Linked DNA regions of Capra hircus: region 2 is linked to region 1. A link is a contact called in public Hi-C data. All regions are on one chromosome and are shown on one strand. The core of a region is the stretch at or near the end of the contact, and the rest is flanking DNA. Distances in the headings are between cores, read along the strand shown. Region 1 has its middle 50 kb from the start of KLF13. Region 2 holds the start of KLF13 (Krueppel-like factor 13).

The links. A called contact is a pair of places that touch in the nucleus more often than the background predicts.
Region 2: a Hi-C map of blood shows a contact between it and region 1, with 1.7 times the contacts expected there. The contact joins the promoter of KLF13 here to the enhancer-like site in region 1. A contact is called at or near these places in 3 of 5 Hi-C or Micro-C datasets (all in blood).

Annotation. Positions count from the first base shown.
Region 1 is chr21:27,203,596-27,208,318 of ARS1.2, forward strand. No RefSeq gene overlaps it. Among named protein-coding and RNA genes, the nearest start is that of KLF13, 50 kb to the right of the region's middle. Within about 2 kb of position 3,131, at least 1 of the 5 cell types and tissues checked has an H3K27ac peak or open chromatin away from gene starts, as enhancers often do.
Region 2 is chr21:27,254,262-27,258,740 of ARS1.2, forward strand. It overlaps KLF13 (Krueppel-like factor 13), which reads left to right and starts at 2,106. Exons shown (of 2, transcript XM_018066229.1): 1 at 2,106-3,176. The coding sequence starts at 2,588.

The DNA of each region.
Region 1 (4,723 bases), core at 1,881-4,380:
ACCCCTCAGGGCTCTGAAGCCGCCCAGATCCACATGGCAGCTGATGGGGCCCTTCACCCAGAAAGGCTTGTCTCCTGCTATGGTTGTTGTTGGACTTTCTCCCTGACTCTGTGGTTGGACAGGAGGCCCTTAGAGGTGCCCCTGCCCCAGACCAGTCTTGCCCACCTCTGTGCGTAGAGCTCCCAGCCTCCCCTTGGTGATGGGAGTGGACGACCTCAGAGAGTAGCAAGTCCCCTCTTCTTCCCATTGTCTCAGGAGCCTGAGGAATCCAACACAGTAGTTAGTGTCAGTCTCCATTTCCACTCAAGAGAACTCTGGTCCTCCACCTTGGAGGGGGAGTCCCCTCACCCCCAGGGACCAAGACTATCAAACCAATGATGATCCAAATTGCAGGGGTGGGCAGCAGACACTTGGTAGGGTGGGTGTTTCTGGCTTTACACTTTAAGGAGGCCCCCTCCCATGCCCGTTCCCACTCTGAGTCCTGGACTCAGTGGAGAAGCAGGAGTATATTAATACACCAGTTGCAGGGTACCTCAGGACAGACGTGTGCTCCTGCTGGTGCCAAAATTATGTCTTTGTAAGGCTGTCACCATTCTTCCTGGCCAGCAGCTTCTGGAGTTTTCTCTGCATTTGCCTGGCACTTTCTTTCGGTAGTCATGACCCCCAGGAACCCTCTCAGTCCCAGCAGACCAGATGGACAGTCACCCCAGACATCTTCCAGGCAGAGTCCCCCAGAGGTAGGACCAGATCTCGGCAGTCTCTGTATGCCCCTCAGCTGGCCCAGTGAAGGTGCCCAGGCTCCAAACTGCAGCAGAGCAGCTCAGCCACAGGCTCTGAAGAGTTGGGTGGACCCCCACTGATGTGACCCCAAGAAGTGGCAGCCATAATGCATGTCTTTGCAGGACTCACAAAGCTGGGCACCATCCACCTCTCAGGTTTCATAGTCATATCCTATGCATTTTGCTAACTTGAGTGGCTGCTCTAACAGGGTGGGCGCTGGAGTGGGATGGATATTTGAAAGATGATCTGCAGACTAGGCTCAGTGGTAAAGAATCTGCCTGCTGCAATTCAGGAGACCTGGGTTCCATCCCTGGGTTGGGAAGATCCCCGGAGGAGGGCATGGCAACCCACTCCAGTATTCTTGCCTGGGAAATCTCATGGACAGAGGAACTTGGCGGGCTACAGTCCGTGGGGGGTCGCAAAGAGTCGGACACGACTGAAAGACAAACATTTCTTTTATAGACTTTTTAGGGCTTTCCTCGGCATTGTCTGGTTGGCTGTCACCCAGCTCTGTGAGACGAGGAGTGTTGAGGCCAAGAAGGGTGACTCAGTCTTCCCAAGGACCCCGAAGCCCCTGGTGTTGGAACATGCTCCAACCTCTTCTCCCAGCCTTGGCCCAGAGCCCTTCCCCGCCTTTTGTCCCCCAGGGTCCTGCACACAGACCTTCTAAATACCTTTCTGTGTACAAGTCCACCAGGGCTGCCATAACAAAGTGCCACAGGCTGGGTGGATTCACCAACAGAAATTTATTTTCTCACAATTTTGGAGGCCAGAAGTTAAGGTTAAAGTGTCAGAAGGGTTGGTTTCCTTGGCTTCTCAGAGATGGCCTGTCATCTCCCTGCATCTTCACATGGTCATCCCACTGCATGTGTCTGTGTCCTAATCTCTCCTCCTCATAAGGACACTAGTCAGAGTGGATAAGGCCCACTGCAGTGACCTCATTTAACCTTAATTTCTGCTGATGGCTCGGTGGTTAAGGATCTGCCTTGCAATGCAGGAGATGCAGGAGACTCAAGTTCAATCCCCTGGGTCAGAAAGATCCCCTGGAGGAGGAAATGGCAACCGACTCCAGTATTCTTGCCTAGGAAATCCCATGGATGGAGAAGCCTGGTGGGCTACAAACTATAGGACTGCAGTCAGACACGTCTGAGTTACTGAGCACACAGGTCCTGTTAAAAGTCCCCATTCTCAAACACAATCATGTCCTGAGGTCCTGGGGGTTGGGACTTCAACTTCAACAGATGAATTGGGAGGGCACATAGTTCGGCCCAGCACAACTCATTTGGCCTGTAACAGGCCTGGGTACCAGGCAAGCTCAGAGGAAGTAGGCACAGCTGGAGTGGCAGAGGGGCAAGGGTCCTCTGGGAAGAGGAGAGACTAGGCACTAGGGTCTTAGTTCATCTTGGGGTGGTGGGAAGGGATGAGCTCAGTGTAAGGGCATGTCCCATGCAGAACCGACTCACCTGTGAAGATAGTAGGTAGGCCCTCGACAAGCAGCACAGACATGGCATCCGGAGCCCAGCCTCTCTGCCTAGGTGTGCGGCATTTTTGCACAGCAAAAGGGCTCTTGTAGGATTCCCAGGAGCTAGAGACATGGTTGGAATTGGCTAAACTGGAGGACTTGCTCAACTGTGAGAACCTGGAGACCATGGATGAGACCCAGGGCTTGGATCTCCCACTGACCACCCACAATTCATGCTGCTCTGGACGGGGTGCTGCAGAAACTGAGGGCATTAGAGTCTTTTTTGTTAAGTTGCTAAATTGTGTCCAACTCATTTGAGACCCCCGTGGACTATAGCCCTGTCCATGGGATTTCCCAGGTAAGTATACTAGAGTGGGTTGCCATGCCCTCCTTCTAGGGTATCTTCCCAACCCAGAGATCAAGCCCATATCTCCTGCATTGGTAGGTGGATTCCTTACCACTGAGCCACCAGGGAAACCTGTTAGAGTCTTGGGCATCTGGTTTAAATGTCCTGCTCAGCAGTCTACCAGCTGTGTGACCCTGAGGACTTGACCAGCTCCAGGCTCTGGCCTCTTGGTTCATAAAGATGCTGATTATTATAGGGATTCTTTGGTTAATGTAAGTGAGCTGACACATACCAGAAGCACTGGTCCCATTTGCCTTCTTTTCCTTTTGCTTCTCTGTAAGTTATTTCCTCGGTCAAACTGCTGGAACGTAAGAAGACCTGCATGGGCTAGAGATGGTGGGAAACCAGGAGGACTGTGGTCTGTGCAGCTGGTCCAGGGAGGGACGAGCTCCGGGCCCCCAACCTGCATGGGTCCAGGCAGAAGGAGGCTTCTGGCAGGGACAGGATTGGAGGTGCTGTGAGCTATCATGGTGGGCATGCCCTTGACCCCAGTCATCACCAGCCCCTTCATGTGCCTCCCGCAGCTGCCATTTCCAAGCCCCTGCTCCTGATGCTTAAGATCCTTGCAGACCCCAGGGAGGCTGGGGTGCCTCCTGGGACCCAGGAGACATGTGTTGTTGAGAAAGAGGTGGTGGCAGCTGGGGCAGGAGGGAGGAAAAGCTCTCATGGGAACAGGAAGAACTGTTTATTTCTCAAACGGGCTCTGAAGGTTTATTCAGGATTCATGGAGGGAAGGAGGTGAGCATGGTGGACCCTGAACTCCCAGAGGCCATCTGCCTGCTGTTTCCAAGCATGCCCCTGGCATATTTAGAGTTTCAGGTTAGGATTTTGTTTCAAGGATGAAAATAGTTCTGCTGTGAAGACAGTAACATCCCCTACTGTACAGCACAGGGAACTATGCTCAATGTTATGTGGCAGCCTGCATGGGAGGGAAGTTGCAGGGAGAATGAATACATGTATATGTATGGCTGAGCCCCTTTTCTGTCCACCTGAAACTATCACAGCATTGTTAATTGGTTATACCCCAATACAAAATAAAAAGTTAGAACAAAAAAATATATATATATAGTAATGTCCCCAGGGTGCCTTTGTCCCCGTACCAGCCATACTGATTGGCCTGGGGACAGGTGCTGGACCCAAGCCAGGACCACCAAAGCCCCCTCCTTGGGAGGACAGAGCCGGCCTTGGGGGATCACAGCAAGATTTGCAGAAATGTAGACATGAAGGTGGTCATTTTTCATGGTGGGATGTGGGCAGCCCACACCATTGCAAAGAGATCCCAGAAGGAGTGAAGGGACCCTGTACTACACAATGCTCCAGGCCCGAGTCCAGAGCCCACCACACCCTGTCCTCGGGCTCTTAAAAACTCCAGCGCTGCTTTCCTGTTCTGAATTCCTTTTTTTGTGTGTGTAAAGCCAGATAGAATTTATTGTTTGCAAAAGACCCAAATCAAGCAGACTTTTTTGCAGAATTTCTCTTGCTCTGGAAAACCTGGCCTAAGCACAAAGACCCCTGGGCTGTAGAAATGTTTACCCTGAAGCACGTTCTAGAGTGTTGGCTACATTCCTCACCCAGCAAGCGTGAAAGCCTGGGACTGCATTCCTACCTCTCTCTAAGCTGACTGTCCTTCCTGGATCTCTTCATGCAACTCCACACTGACTCCACCACTCAGAAGGGTCATGTGAATCCCCCTAGTAGGCAATCCCACCTTCAGCTCCTTGCTTCCATGTGCTGGCTATTGTAGTGAACATAGGGGTGCATGTTTCTGAGAGAGTCCATTTGTACATAATGCTCAGACTCCTGCCCTGCGCCCTCTGAGCTGCAGCCCTGCCTGCCCCACCCTCTGTACTCTCCCCCATTCCCTCCCAAGGCCATGGAAGCCGTGGCCCCTAGAACCTCCCTGTGCCCTCAGCCCCCAGCTGATGGGTGGCACACTGGGGATCCAGGGAACCATTGCATCCTAGCAGCATCAGGCTCCTGTTCCTCTTGGCACCTCCGCAGGGTGAGCACTGTCCTGGCACTGAGCCGGGGTTCCCTAAATGCTAACTGAACTGAAACCTCACTGTGGTTGCTGG
Region 2 (4,479 bases), core at 856-3,355, 50 kb after region 1:
GAGAGTGCAGCCAAAACACTCAGGGAGGCTGCATCCATGCAGAGACCTGGGACTGTTCTGGGCTGTGGATGGGGGTGGGGGGTGTGAGCCTGCGGAGGACCCTTGACCCAGGCCTATGTCTCTCACCCAGAACAGAGGATGGTCACTTGTAGCCCAACGCCTAGAAGGGCGCCTACTCCTAAGAGGCCTGCCAGGGTGTGCCCAGGCTGGAATGTGTCAAGGGCGGGGGGGGGGGGGGGGGTCATGGAGCTAGTGGTACCTTGGAGATTGAGTAGAATCCTGCTTGCTGGAGAGAGTGGGGAGTGGGGGGTGGATGGCTGGTAAGTCAGCACAGGGCCAGCTCCATTCTTAATGAAGTGACTGACTGTGACATGTGGTGAGACTGCAGGAACAGTCTGAATCATTGTTTGGTCAGAACACAAATCTCTTAAATGTCATCAACACAAGTTGCCTGGGAAAAGAGAGATTACTTCCTGCCAGTAGGAGACCCTCTTAGAGGAGGAGTCTGACCCAGTGGCCCAATACAGAGCCCCACCACTGCAGAGCACACTGTGTGGTCTTCGCAGGGGGCGCCCACCAGTGAGCTGGAACTTTAGGGTTTTAGTCACAGATTCCCAGGGAGCCCAGACGTCCACACCAGTTTACAGGTCACCACAACATGCAACCCAAAACGCGTTTGTCCTTGGTGACCTGGAAAGTTTTTTCTACCCAGGCCCCAAGATAATTTGGTGTGAAATGGCTGCTCTTAATTTTGTGCGCAGAACGACTCTGTCCCACCCACCCCTCTTCTCTGGTCCGAGGGATCCAGTGCCTGGGCTGCCCTCCTTCCACTCTCCCCGCGCGGGCAGCTAACACGTTTGAATGTCCATTAAGGGCTGCAGACCCCGGCCGGTCTCTCCGGCCAGGGCCTTGCTGCGCTCGGCTTCAGCCTCTAACCTCTAGGCTGATGGCCTAGGCCTGGAGGAGGGCGGTGGGGTGGTCTCGGAGACAGCAAGGGTGAGGGCGCCGGCGAGAGCCAAGGGCAAGTGGGCGGGGCAGGGCAGGGAGCATTTCCTCTGCGGGGCCAGGCAGCGGGTGGGCGGGGCGCTGTGGGCGGGGCCCGCGCAGTCGGTGGCGTCGGAAGCCTCCCCGGCGGCGAGGGAGAGGGGCAGCCGGGAGAAGTTGGCAGCGGGCCTGGGGAGGGGAGGCAGAGGAAGGGGCCCCGCGTTCCATGAGCAGCGGCGCCAGCGCCCCGGCACGTAGTTCACTCCTGCGAGCATGGGACGCGATGGGCACGTCACCCACGCTGCCAGGCTAACCACCAGCCTGGTGCCAGTCCGCCTCCGGTTGACCCAGGCTCAAGGGCGGTGCGGCCGGTCCCAGTTCCCGGCTGCCCGGGACGATCGGGAGCTCCAGGTCCCTCCCGTCAGTGCATCCCCTGCCCCACCCGAGACCCCGCTCCCTGCTGGGCCGCGCCGAACACCGGGCTCGGCAGGGGAGGAGCCTGCAGCGGGCGAGCGGCCCGAATCTCGGGGCGCGGCCGCCCAGGAACCCAGCTTCGGCGGGGTGCGGCGGGGTTGTTCCGAGCTGGCCAGAGCGGACACGCCTCCTCGCTGGGCACCTCGCTCGTGAGGGGAAAGGGAGAAGCGGAGGCGAGCCCCGCAGGGCGCGCCCACCCGGCGCACGGCAGAGGCGGGGCGGGAGGGACAAAGGGGCGCCCTCCTGAGCGCTCGCCTCCGCGCCGGGGTTCAAGGCTGTCACCGTACAAAAGCTCCAGCAGGAAAATTCCCCGCGGGGTCCCAGCAGCTGAGGGGTGGGGGAGCGACCCGCGCGGCCACGCCCCAGCCTGCCGCCCTCGGACGTGGTGCGTCAGCGTGCCCGGCTCACGGCTCTAATTTCCGCCCCTCCTCCCGCCGCCAAGGGGGCACGCCCATTGGCACGCGCAGGCCCCTAGGCCGAGTGGGAGTCTCTCACTGTGAGGATTGGCCGGGCCGCGTACCCGCGAACCAATGGCGCCAGTCCTTGTCCTCGACCACGCCCCTTCCCCAGAGGCGGGCGCGCGACCGCTCCATCCCGCCGGTGCGCGCTCCAGGATCCCCGCCCCCTCCGCGTGCGCGGCTCCCCGCGGCCGCCGCCGCCGCCTGTAACCTGCGCCGCCAGGATGTGGCTGGGGGCTGACGTCGGGTCCAGATGTGGCCCCGGCCCCGCCCACCCCCGGAGCCGGGCCGCCCACACCGAGCCGCGGCGCGCACGGCTGCTGTCCCGCCTGCCACAATGCGCGGCGAGGCTGCGGCCGCGACTTGGCGCGGTCGTCCCTAACGTCGCCGCTCTGCATCCTTAGGACAGGCCGCCCCTGACGTCGCGTGGGGATCCCACTCGCCCGCGCCCCCCATGCGTTCACTCTTCGGAGCCCAGCCGGGCGGGCGCCTAGTAGACGCGGAGCCGCGCGGGTGACGGCAGAGGCGGCTGCGCGCCCAGCCCAGCCCGCGGAGAGGGCGCGCCTCGCCCCCGCCCCCCGCCCGCTCTCCGGAGGCCGTGGGTGCGGATGCGCCGCTGACGACTCGCAGCAACCAGCAGTGCCGCCCGTCCGCCGGCTGGATCCCGCAGCATGGCAGCAGCCGCCTATGTGGACCACTTCGCCGCCGAGTGCCTCGTGTCCATGTCGAACCGCGCGGTCGTGCACGGGCCGCGGGAGGGGCCGGAGCCCGGACCCGAGGGCGCGGCCACTGTCGCCGCCACGCTGCCCCGCGTCGAAGAACGCCGCGACGGCAAGGACAGTGCCTCGCTCTTCGTAGTGGCGCGGATCCTAGCGGACCTTAACCAGCAAGCGCCGGCGCCCGCCCCGGCGGAACGCAGAGAAGGCGCCGCGGCCCGGAAGGCGAGGACCCCCTGCCGCCTACCACCGGCGCCGCCACCCGCCCCCGAGCCCGCCTTCCCCGGCGCCAGTGGCGCGGCGGCCGCGCCCCTCAGCCCGGCGTGGAGCGAGCCCGAGCCCGAACCCGAGGCGGGGCTGGAGCCCGAGCGAGAGCCGGGGCCCGCAGGGAGCGGCGAGCCCGGCCTCAGACAAAGGGGCCGGCGGGGCCGAAGTCGCACCGACCTCGAGTCCCCGCAGAGAAAGCACAAGTGCCACTACGCGGGCTGCGAGAAAGTTTACGGGAAATCCTCGCACCTCAAGGCGCACCTGAGAACTCACACAGGTCAGTGGGGCGGCCCGGGAGCCCCGAGCAAGCGATCCGGGGCCAGTGCTAGTCGCCCAGCCACGCCCCCGGAGCCACCAGCTGGGTGCAAGGGCGATCGGGCCGGGAACGGTCGGGGCCTCGCCCCTTTCCCCGTGGCTCTGGGCTACGGGCGACCCTGCGCGCCGCGCGAAGCGGGTCCGTGCGCTGGGAGCCGGCACCCGCCCGGCGACCGCGCCCCCGCCGGGCACGCCCCCTCCTCCGGCGCGCTCGGGCGGGGCCGCGGGGGCGAGTGTCGTCATCGGGTCCGGGGGCGGGGACCCCGCCCTGGCCCGGGGGCGCGCGGGCAGGTGCGGGCGAGCTGGATGGGGGTCGCAAGTGGCACCCGGGGAGATTGGCGGCCCGGACGCCCGGGAGCCGCGGGGAGCGGGTGTCCTCTCCTGGCCCCTCCCCCGTCGGTCGGGCGCGCGCTCAGCAGGGGCGGGCCTGGCCCGGGCGCGCGGCGGGCGAAGTTCACGCGGGGACAGGGCTTTCTCCAGCCTCTCGGCACATTCTTCGCTCTTCTCTTCCTGTAATTTTTCCAGCGCTCTAAGGTTTAATTTGTCGAAACCCGAGCCAGAGGCTGCCGACGCGGGGGGCGGTCCCGGGTCCTCGTCCGGGGCTCTTTGTGGGAGCACCGCCCATCCGGCCGGCGGGGGCGCGCCAGACCCGAGGGGCTCCTTGGGGCCGGGGCGCTGTCTCCCGAAAGGAGCGCACTGCCTTCTGGCCGCGGATCTGCGTCGCCTTCCTCCCGGCCTCGCTCTCACCTGCCGGGGCCGGATGCGGGCGGGCAGCACCTGCACAGGGGCGGGTGGCAGGAGCTGACATTCTAGGAGCCCCAGACCGCCGCCCGCCCCCCACCCCAGGGCAACATTTTCCTCTCGCGGGCCCAGGACTTTGTCGTAGATTGCTCTGTGGTTGTTTTTTGTCTTTTAACACAAAAGTGGAAACAACCTTTCAATGGATGGCATGCTTTCTCTCCTAGTTTGGTTTAAAGAATTGTGTATTTCCTCTGAGCCCACGCGAACTCTTCTGGACACAAGTCTTCCACTTTGGGGACCGGTTCAAAACTCTCATACCGTTAACCTTGTTTCAAAAGTTGAGGCGTCTCATTTGTCAAACAGTTCACAAGCTGATTAAATGACTGATTTAAAAGCCGCAGTTTTCAAGAATCTAGAGCTGAAAAGCTTTTTCTCCGGATAAATTTGCAAATGAACCGCCCCACGGGCTGCAGGTGTCAGGAACCGCGTATCTCACGAACAGCACCTCCCACGCCGGCCCCGCA